2 separate regions of the Mus musculus genome follow, and region 2 is linked to region 1. Evidence: chromatin contacts called from public HiChIP or PLAC-seq data. All regions are on one chromosome and are shown on one strand. Each heading gives the region's core, a stretch centred on a gene start, on an enhancer-like site or on the middle of the called end of the contact. The rest is flanking DNA. Distances are from core to core; before and after follow the strand shown. Region 1 has its middle 18 kb from the start of Il12a. Region 2 overlaps Ift80 (intraflagellar transport 80).

What was found. HiChIP or PLAC-seq counts read pairs in DNA pulled down with a chosen protein or histone mark.
Region 2: a contact with region 1 is called in an H3K27ac HiChIP or PLAC-seq map of large pre-B cells, with 3 times the contacts expected there. The contact joins two enhancer-like sites. A contact is called at or near these places in 1 of 15 datasets of contacts at CTCF or cohesin (the NIH/3T3 cell line), 1 of 484 Hi-C or Micro-C datasets (embryonic stem cells), 4 of 115 datasets of contacts at active chromatin or transcription factors (CD8 T cells, embryonic stem cells, large pre-B cells and 1 more) and 2 of 9 other capture datasets (adipose tissue and embryonic stem cells).

The regions. Positions count from the first base shown.
Region 1 is chr3:68,707,408-68,712,059 of GRCm38.p6, reverse strand. No RefSeq gene overlaps it. Among named protein-coding and RNA genes, the nearest start is that of Il12a, 18 kb to the right of the region's middle. Within about 2 kb of position 2,454, at least 73 of the 459 cell types and tissues checked have an H3K27ac peak or open chromatin away from gene starts, as enhancers often do.
Region 2 is chr3:68,917,202-68,921,853 of GRCm38.p6, reverse strand. It overlaps Ift80 (intraflagellar transport 80), which reads left to right. Exons shown (of 20, transcript NM_026641.2): 14 at 3,229-3,364; 15 at 3,750-3,897. Among named protein-coding and RNA genes, the nearest start is that of 1110032F04Rik, 50 kb to the right of the region's middle. Within about 2 kb of position 2,708, at least 4 of the 459 cell types and tissues checked have an H3K27ac peak or open chromatin away from gene starts, as enhancers often do.

The DNA.
Region 1 (4,652 bases), core at 1,205-3,704:
CTGGGGTCTATGCTGCTATCTGAAGGGAGGGCATCCCCATATCAGTGGTCTTGGCTGCCACCTGAAGCCATAGTGACTTCCTGGCTCATGCTGCTGCTGGGAGCATGTCTAGACCCAGGGTCCTGTCACAGCCAGGGTCTATGTTGATGTTGGAGGCATGTGTTACCATCAAAGGCTGTGCAGATGTGCCCGGCCTGGGTTACTGTCTGAAACCATGTTGATGTCCAAGCATTGTGTTGAGTTGGCCTTGCCCCTTGCCTCTGGCGGGAGAGCTGTCTCTACCTCTCACCTGGACAGCATGGGAGAGTTGACTCTGGTAGCTCTGGGGTGGGAAATCTGGCCCCAGTGGAGTGAGTTAGGGAGAGGTGAGCCTGTTCCGTACTGGGTGCAGTACTAGGAAGAGCGGGCAGCCCCTTCCCTGAGGAGCACAGTAGAGCTGGCCCTGCCCCTCACCTGTGAGGTGGTGTGGGGGAGGGGGAGATGCACCTCACCTGTTGTTGAAAGTTTTAATCCCTATCCAGGGTTTCTACCCCGCCTTTGATTTATCAGTTCCAAAATAAAAGCACACACAGCCTCTCTATTTACAATAAAGCCTAAACAGCACAAGAGTTGGGCAGATATCTACCCTCTTTGCTATAGAATATACTTCCGTATTGATAACACAGAGTTATTACGTACTGTGTTTCATCTGAGCTGCTCTTAACTCCAATGGGCTGAATTTTCAGGACTTCCAACCCTTGGTGTCTTCCTCCTCCTCCTTCACCTTCTTTTCCCTTGGGTGGTTCTCCCAAGCCCAGAAATCCTAAATTCCTCCTAAGTCTTTTCTACCCAGCTATTGGCTGTCAGCACGTTTATGTTGGAGGTTGGTTCTAATGCTTTGATTCAATCAGGAATCTGCATGTCCCAACACTAAAGGTCCACTCAGGGTAGAAGAATGGGATGCAGGAGCGGCAGGAAATAAAGCCAACCAGCCATGTGAGACTGGAGTAGCAGAAGACTTAGGAGTGCCCAGCCTTTGAGGTAGCCAATGCATTTTTAAAATAAGCTAATGTATGCTTGTCTTTCATTCGAGGATCTGAAGATAGTTCCTTGGTGGCTGTGTTCGTGTGATCCGCTGGGAGCCAAAGCTGCGTAGCCAAAACTCACCACAACATCTTTATTTACCAATCAGGAATAATTTGGGATCAAGGTCACATGGTGTCGGGTGGGGCTACATGCAGATCCCCTCTGGGACAACCAGGTCTTGGGGCTCAATACTAGCATTAGAATACAAGCAGCATCAGGCCAACCTACTATACCCACTCACTTCCTGCAGGCAGATGAGCTTTCCCCCCAGGTTATGAGAACAAGGAGAACTGGCTCCACCACTCATTGGCTACAGTACTCAGAAGAGTGGGTCCTGCAGTAGAGCAGAACAGCTCCTGGTTTTGTAGGTACAGGAGAGCTGGTAGCTGACCAACTCAGCTCCCACCCAGGCCCAGATCCAGGGCTTTGAGTTGGACCATTCCAACATCCACCCCATCTACAAAATACTAGAATACTTGAAAGGCCAGTCCTGCAGATCCAAAGCTGCAGGCTCTCCGTGACACAGGGTAACAACAGGATATCCTAGAGGAGTCTCAGTGAGGATCCATTATTGATAGTATAGCAGAAGCCAGAGGCCTCAAACCAGGCCAGTGACTCATGGCAATGAACATTTGCAAGGAAAGTTGTTTGGGCAGAAGGGTCTACTGTGGGACACACCACAGCTTCCACAGTGAGAGTTATTTATTTATATTCTTTGTTTTATTTTAGGAGGGAGATTGCAAGGCAGATATGAAGGAATGGGGAGATGAGTGGGATTGGGACCCAAGATATGAAATTCACAGGAATCAATAAAAACTTTTTTAAAAAAGAAGCAATGAGCTTTTGGCTGTGTAGGAATGTCTTAAAGGTGGTTAACATGCACTTCTTAAATAAGGAGTTTGTTTTGTTATAAGTGAGTATAAAACTGTGAGGAAATATTAAATGCATCATCTATTCTTATGTAGAACGAAGGCTGAAATGCCCTGAGCAGATATGTAGTTAGTTACCCTGCCTAGGAAGCTGGGGAGAGTGGATTAAGATGGCTTTCGCCCAGCTGGAGCAGGAACATAGCAATACTGATGACATTAGACAGAAGCCACAATATGCACACTGAGATCACTGAATTTGAAGCAAGATGAGGGCAGAGTGCTGTTCTTGCCCAGTATTTTGATAACTGCTTGAAAGATGTCGTCTCTGCCCTGGAAGGTAAGCAGGAAATTATATGAATTAGTAGCTTACATGAAATCAACGTGAGTGTCGGGGAGCAATTTTTAATATGAAAAGTGTTGGCTGTTTGCTTACAAACTTCAGTTCAGAGGATTATGCAAATTCAGTGGTAAGTACGGGGTTACCACCGTTTAATAATGATGACTCATGCCGCAGTTAGAGGAAGGGCTGAAATTCCAGTTCAGGTGACCTAAACAAACGCTTACTTGTCTTCAAAGCCTCTGTCCCCATCTGCTCCAGGAGTGCAACATCCACTCAGACACAGGTGCTTGTCAAATTCTAGGCCGGAGACAAGTCTTAGTAAAAGGAAGATGAAGGCTGTCTGCAACTAGAGACCCAGCCAGTATAGACTGAGCCCGCCCATCTCCAGGCACTGAAGCAGTGCTCAGGGAGGCCACTGGGTGGCACCAGTGAAGCTTGCCCACACTGTAACAGAACACGGGAAACCAGTAAGGGCCACAATTGTCTGGACTCAAGCCAGACCATAGGGTTCATTCCTCTGTTTTTAAGATCCTCTCTCTCTGTCTCTCTGTGAGTCTCTGTCTCTGTTCCTTTTTCTCTCACTCTTTCTCTTGGTCACATTGCTACACTTGAGCTCAAAACAATTCAAACCTTTGATTATTTATAGTTTATATGATCAGAGCACCAAGTTGCTTCTCAGGGAACTCTACTTACACATTTTCTACTCTAAAAATGCAGACGTGTATAATTGTGCCGTTAGGGTACACTAGAAGTCCAAGCAGGTTTCAGGCCAGCGAGGTTACTCTGGAGGTTTTTGAGGTGACAGAGTTTAGAGTCACCTAGGAGACACACTTTGGCTGTGCCTGTGAAGGTGCTTCCCCTGGGGTTTAAGATGTGCTCAGCATCACCTCGATGGCTTTATTCGGTTGGGAAAGGAGAGATCTGAGCCCCAGGCTCCATCTCTCTCAGGTCCCTTACTGCCAACTATGCAGTACATAGAACTACAGAAGTTCACACAGAACTTCTTACACGGCTGTGTCATGCCCACCATGACAGACTGTTCCCCTGTATTCTGAAACTGTGATCCCCCTCACCCCAAATAATCCCTTCGCTCCTTAAATTGCATCTTGTCAGATATTTTCTCATAAGAAGAAAAGTAACAAAGTCAGAGCAATTGCCCAGCATGTTGGAAGAAGCAATCCCCAGAAACGGGAGTAGGGTGGGGGTGGGGGTGGGGGTGGGGGTGGGGGTGGGGGAACAAGCAAGCAAGTAACCAACCAACCAACCAACCAATCAAGCAACCAAACATCAAATGACTTCATTTCAGAATGCCATTCCAGGCCGGGCTGGTCTACTTCCTGAAAAGCCAAGCTCTTTTCCAGGACATCTCTGGAGGTCTGCTGCCCTCTGGCGTTTTCTCTGGAGAAATTCAAGCATCTTCTCAGAGGACCTTCGCGTATCATTCCCTCCCCCTGCTCTGGTAAAACTGCAAGGTCTGATTCTCAATTCAGGGTCATTTACTTTGGGAAGCGGGCGAATGTATAGCAGAGATACGTTTAGTTGAGGCACAACCAAGAAGACCGTATCTGATCTTTGTTTCTCTGTCTCTGGCCTGCCTCTGCCTCCCAGGGATGGAACAAGTGTCTTATCATTCAAGGATTCTCTCAGGAGAACAATGGATCCCACGAGGAGTTGGGAAGGTGTGTGGGGAGGAGGGTGGTGGATGTGGCCCCCTCCAGGGATTTTGTTGATGGAAATTAACATAATAGATATGTTTATTCAACTGTTTTAAAAAGAATCCACAAATTGTAGATGGAGAGAAATCACCCTTTAACCATGGTTACTGTTTTCTTTGCACTGTTATTTACTTACAAGTTATTGGGGGTGGGGGTAGAGTGGGGGGCGGGGGTAGGAAGTCAAAATCAGGGTCCTGTGTTTGCTACCTAAGTGATGTACTATTACGTTTCACTATCAATTCTATGAGTCACTTTTTAACTGTTTTATTTTGAAATTGTGTGTGTGTGTGTGTGTGTGTGTGTGTGTGTGTGTGTATGCAGGTGAATGTATGGCCAATGGAGTTCAGAAGAGGGCATCTCCTAGAGATACAGGTGACTGTGAGCCACCTGATGTGGGTACTGGGAACAGAACGTGTGTCCTCTGAAAGAGTAGTATAACTTTTTCACTTTTTAAAGCATCCTATTCTGCTCTTGCTGTCATCTTGGTTCTGTGGGCAGCAGGTGGTTTTGAACCCAGCTCTCTGGTGCCTGGACTGAGGCTCGGCGGATGTAGTCCAGGTAGAGAGGCTCACACAGATATTGTCACTGGTTTGGGACAACTGTATGTCCCTCCTTGTTCTTTTATTAGAAGAGTGAGCAGAGCCTCTCAGTTTCTGAGATGTT
Region 2 (4,652 bases), core at 1,459-3,958, 210 kb before region 1:
TTCTAGAGCTTTTAGGTGTGTTGTCAAGCTGCTAATGTGTGCTCTCTCTAGTTTATATTTGGAGGCACTCAGAGCTATGAGTTTTCCTCTTAGAAATGCTTTCATTGTGTCCCATAAGTTTGGGTATGTTGTGGCTTCATTTTCATTAAACTCCAAAAAGTCCTTAATTTCTTTCTTTATTCCTTCCTTGACCAAGGTATCATTGAGGAGAGTGTTGTTCAGTTTACACATGAATGTTGGCTTTCTATTATTTATTTTGTTATTGAAGATCAGCCTTAGTCCATGGTGATCTGATAGGATGTATGGGATGATTTCAACATTTTTTTATCTGTTGAGGCTTGTTTTGTGTCCAATTATGTGGTCAGTTTTGGAGAAGGTACCATGAGGTGCTGAGAAGAAGGTATATCCTTTTGTTTTAGGATAAAATGTTCTGTAGATATCTGTTAGATCCGTTTGTTTCATAACTTCTGTTAGTTTCACTGTGTCCCTGTTTAGTTTCTGTTTCCATGATCTGTCCATTGGTGAAAGTGGTGTGTTGAAGTCCCCCACTATTATTGTGTGAGGTGCAATGTGTGCTTTGAGCTTTACTAAAGTTTCTTTAATGAATGCGACTGCCCTTGTATTTGGGGCATAGATATTCAGAATTGAGAGTTCCTCTTGGAAGATTTTACCTTTGATGAGTATGAAGTGCCCCTCCTTGTCTTTTTTGATGACCTTGGGCTGGAAGTCGATTTTATTAGATATTAGAATGGCTACTTCAGCTTGTTTCTTCAGACCATTCGCTTGGAAAATTGTTTTCCAGCCTTTCATTCTAAGGTAGTGTCTATCTTTTTCCCTGAGGTGGGTTTCCTGTAAGCAGCAAAATGTTGGGTCCTGTTTGTGTAGCCATTCTATTAGTCTATGTCTTTTTATTGGGGAGTTGAGTCCATTGATATTAAGAGATATTAAGGAAAAGTAATTGTTGCTTCGTATTATTTTTGTTGGTAAAGTTGGCATTCTGTTCTTGTGGCTGTCTTGTTTTAGGTTTGTTGAGGGATTACCTTCTTGCTTTTTCTAGGACGTGGTTTCCATCCTTGTATTGGTTTTTTTTTCTGTTATTATCCTTTGAAGGGCTGGATTCATGGAAAGATAATGTGTGAATTTGGTTCTGTCATGGAATACTTTTGTTTCTCCATCTAAGGTTATTGAAAGTTTGGCTGGGTATAGTATCCTGGGTTGGCATTTGTGTTCTCTTAGTGTCTATATAACATCTGTCCAAGCTCTTCTTGCTTTCATAGTCTCTGGTGAAAAATCTGGTGTAATTCTGATAGGCTTGCCTTTATATGTTACTTGACCCTTTTCCCTTACTGCTTTTAATATTCTATCTTTATTTAGTGCATTTGTTGTTCTGATTATTATGTGTTGGGAGGAATTTCTTTTCTGGTCCAGTCTATTTGGAGTTCTGTAGGCTTCTTGTATGTTCATGGGCATCTTTCTTTAGGTTTGGGAAGTTTTCTTCTATAATTTTGTTGAAGATATTTGCCGGTCATTTGAGTTGAAAATCTTCATTCTCATCTACTCCTATTATCCGTCGGTTTGGTCTTCTCATTGTGTCCTGGATTTCCTGGATGTTTTGAGTTAGGATCTTTTTGTGTTTTGTATTTTCTTTGATTGTTGTGCCGATGTTCTCTATGGAATCTTCTGCACCTGAGATTCTCTCTTCCATCTCTTGTATTCTGTTGCTGATGCTCGCATCTATGGTTCCAGATTTCTTTCCTAGGATTTTTATCTCCAACGTTGCCTCACTTTGGGTTTTCTTTATTGTGTCTACTTCCCTTTTTAGGTCTTGGATGGTTTTATTCAATTCTATCACCTGTTTGGTCGTGTTTTCCTGTAATTCTTTAAGGGATTTTTGTGCTTCCTCTTTAAGATCTTCTTCCAGTTTAGCATTGTTCACCTGTATTTCTTTTAGTGTATTATTAAGGTCCTTCTTGATGTCCTCTACCATCATCATGAGATATTCTTTTAGAATCAGGTCTAGCTTTTCGGGTGTGTTGGGGTGCCCTGGACTGGGCGAGGTGGGAGTGCTGGGTTCTGGTGATGGTGAGTGGTCTTGGTTTCTGTTAGTAAGATTCTTATGTTTACCTTTCGACATCTGATAATCTCTGGAGTTATTTGATTTAGTTGTCTCTGATTAGAGCTTGTTCCTCAGGTGATTCTGTTAGCCTCTATCAGCAGACCTGGGAGACTAGATCTCTCCTCTGAGTTTCAGTAGTTAGAGCACTCTCTGCAGGCAAACTCTCCTCTTACAGGGAAGGTGCACAGATATCTGGCGTTAGGACCTCCCTCCTGGCCGAAGACGAAGGCCCAAAACAGGGCCTGTCCCGAGGCTGAGTTGCTTTGGCCTGCCCCAGAAGCTGTTAGCTTCTGTATTCTACACTCTCACCTGTGCAGAATACTCTCGGCGGGGTCCCGGAACCAAGATGTCTGCTGCAGATGCTCAGGCAAAGTGCTCCCGGGGAAAATTGTAAATTTTAATGTTCTAGAAACAAGAGCTACTCGCACGTGTTTCTAAAGTTTACTTAACAAGTCTTTAAAATACAGGTGTTGGGCAGTCTATTCGGGATACATGTTATAAAGAAGCTTTTCATTAGTGCAGACCTCTCGTGTGCTATTGAGCCCTTCTCCTTTGCTCCTGTCAGCTAAGGACAGGGCACAGATGTTCTCCCTAGAGAGTCAGTGCAGATGCTTTTGATGGTGTTTTGAGGAACCTTGCATTGCCAGTAGAGTAACTACACTTTAGTACTGCTCTTGAATTCTTAGTTATTACTGATTTAAAATTACTGAAGAGAGTAATCCTTTCTGGGAACCTCTCCTATTCCTGAGTTATATCTCACTTTTCTTTGAATCTGTGTCTCATGGGCTTAAAAAATTAATGAAATAAGTTCATGGGGACATTTTGTTATTATGAGTGGGTAATTGACATTTAATTAATTTTGGTTGTTTTGTTCCCTGTGTCTTTTTTTCTTTCTTTCTTCCTGCTCAATACAGGATTTTTCACTGTAGCCCAGCCTGGCCTCATATTCATCGTCCTCTGCCTCTGGCTCCTGAGGGCCAGGAGGATAGGCGTGTGCCACCACAGTTGGTTTAGCCGACCCATAAGGACAGAAATGTGCTGAGAACTAATTAAGTGACCAGATGTTAGGAGCTAAAATGAATTTAATTCTTGCATACTTTTTGAAATTTTAGAATGAAATCTCAGAAATTGCTCTGGATCAAAAAGGACTTACCAATGACAGAAAAATTGCTTTCATTGACAAGAACAGAGATCTCTACATCACCTCTGTGAAACGATTTGGGAAAGAAGAACAGATTATTAAACTTGGTATAATAATTTCCATGTACTTAAATTTGTAATTATTGTCTGTTTTCTTAGATGGTCTGCTGTGTACCTAGCAGCTTTAATGTCTTAATGAGTGAATGAGTTTTAGTCTCACATTTCTTCACAACTTTGTCACTCAATTTCAGTAGCAAATTTGAATTCTGTAGCTAAGTCAGCACTGAAACACCTGCTGATTAAACCCAGAATGGCTCTAGGGAGAACATTCAAGTATTTTCATTTTTCATAGTTTTTACATCTGTACACTTGTTATACGAACAGAAAGTAGAGATATAGCCATTGTATTAATTAGGATCTTGTTTGTCAGCTCATTTTAAAGATAGATTTTAATATCTGTTGATACTAATGGACCACAACTATTATTTTTAAGGAACCATGGTACATACTTTGGCATGGTGTGATACATGCAATATCCTCTGTGGAATTCAAGATACTCGATTCACAGTATGGTATTACCCTAATACCATTTATGTGGACAGAGACATTCTGCCTAAAACATTGTACGAAAGAGATGCAAGGTAATGTCCTGCACCGGATTCCATGTTATAAATAAAGCTCTAATTGTCCTGCTTTTTCATGGATGTTTTTAAAAGTTTAATCAGACACAACTACATTGCTCAGCTAAAGCTGGTTAAGATTTAAGTAATGGACTCAAATTGAAAACAAAATATGAACTATTTACTCATCTTTTACAAATGACTATAATTTCTTAGGTCTGTTTAATGATAGCTCAGTTGAGGTTTTTTCACTGTGATTTAGTGATTTTTTTAACCTGGCAGCATTAAGATTTTGCAGCAAGATATACTTTGTGACAGCTACCCAGCATACACATTTTCATTTACTTTAAGAATCCCAATGGGGTTGGGGAGATGGCTCAGTGGTTAAGAACATTGATTGCTCTTTCAGAGGTCCTGAGTTCAATTCCCAGCAACCAGATAGTGGGTCACAACCATCTGTAATAGGATCCTATGCCCTCTTCTGTTGTGTCTGAAGACAGCTACAGGGTACTCATATAAATAAAATAAATCTTAAAAAAAAAAGAATCCCAACGATGTGTCTCTTCAGTTAGATTTTTGAGTGATGCTGAAAAGCTTTAAAAAACAAACAAACAAACAAAAAACCCAAAAAACAAAAAACAAAAAAAAAAAATCAAGACATGTCAGGAAAATTATTCCTAAATTCATAAGAAACATTTATTCTTCACACAGCAGTAAGTTAGACTCCTTAGGTCTAAGTTTCGCAGTGTATTACGAGTTTATGTTCACAACTGCAA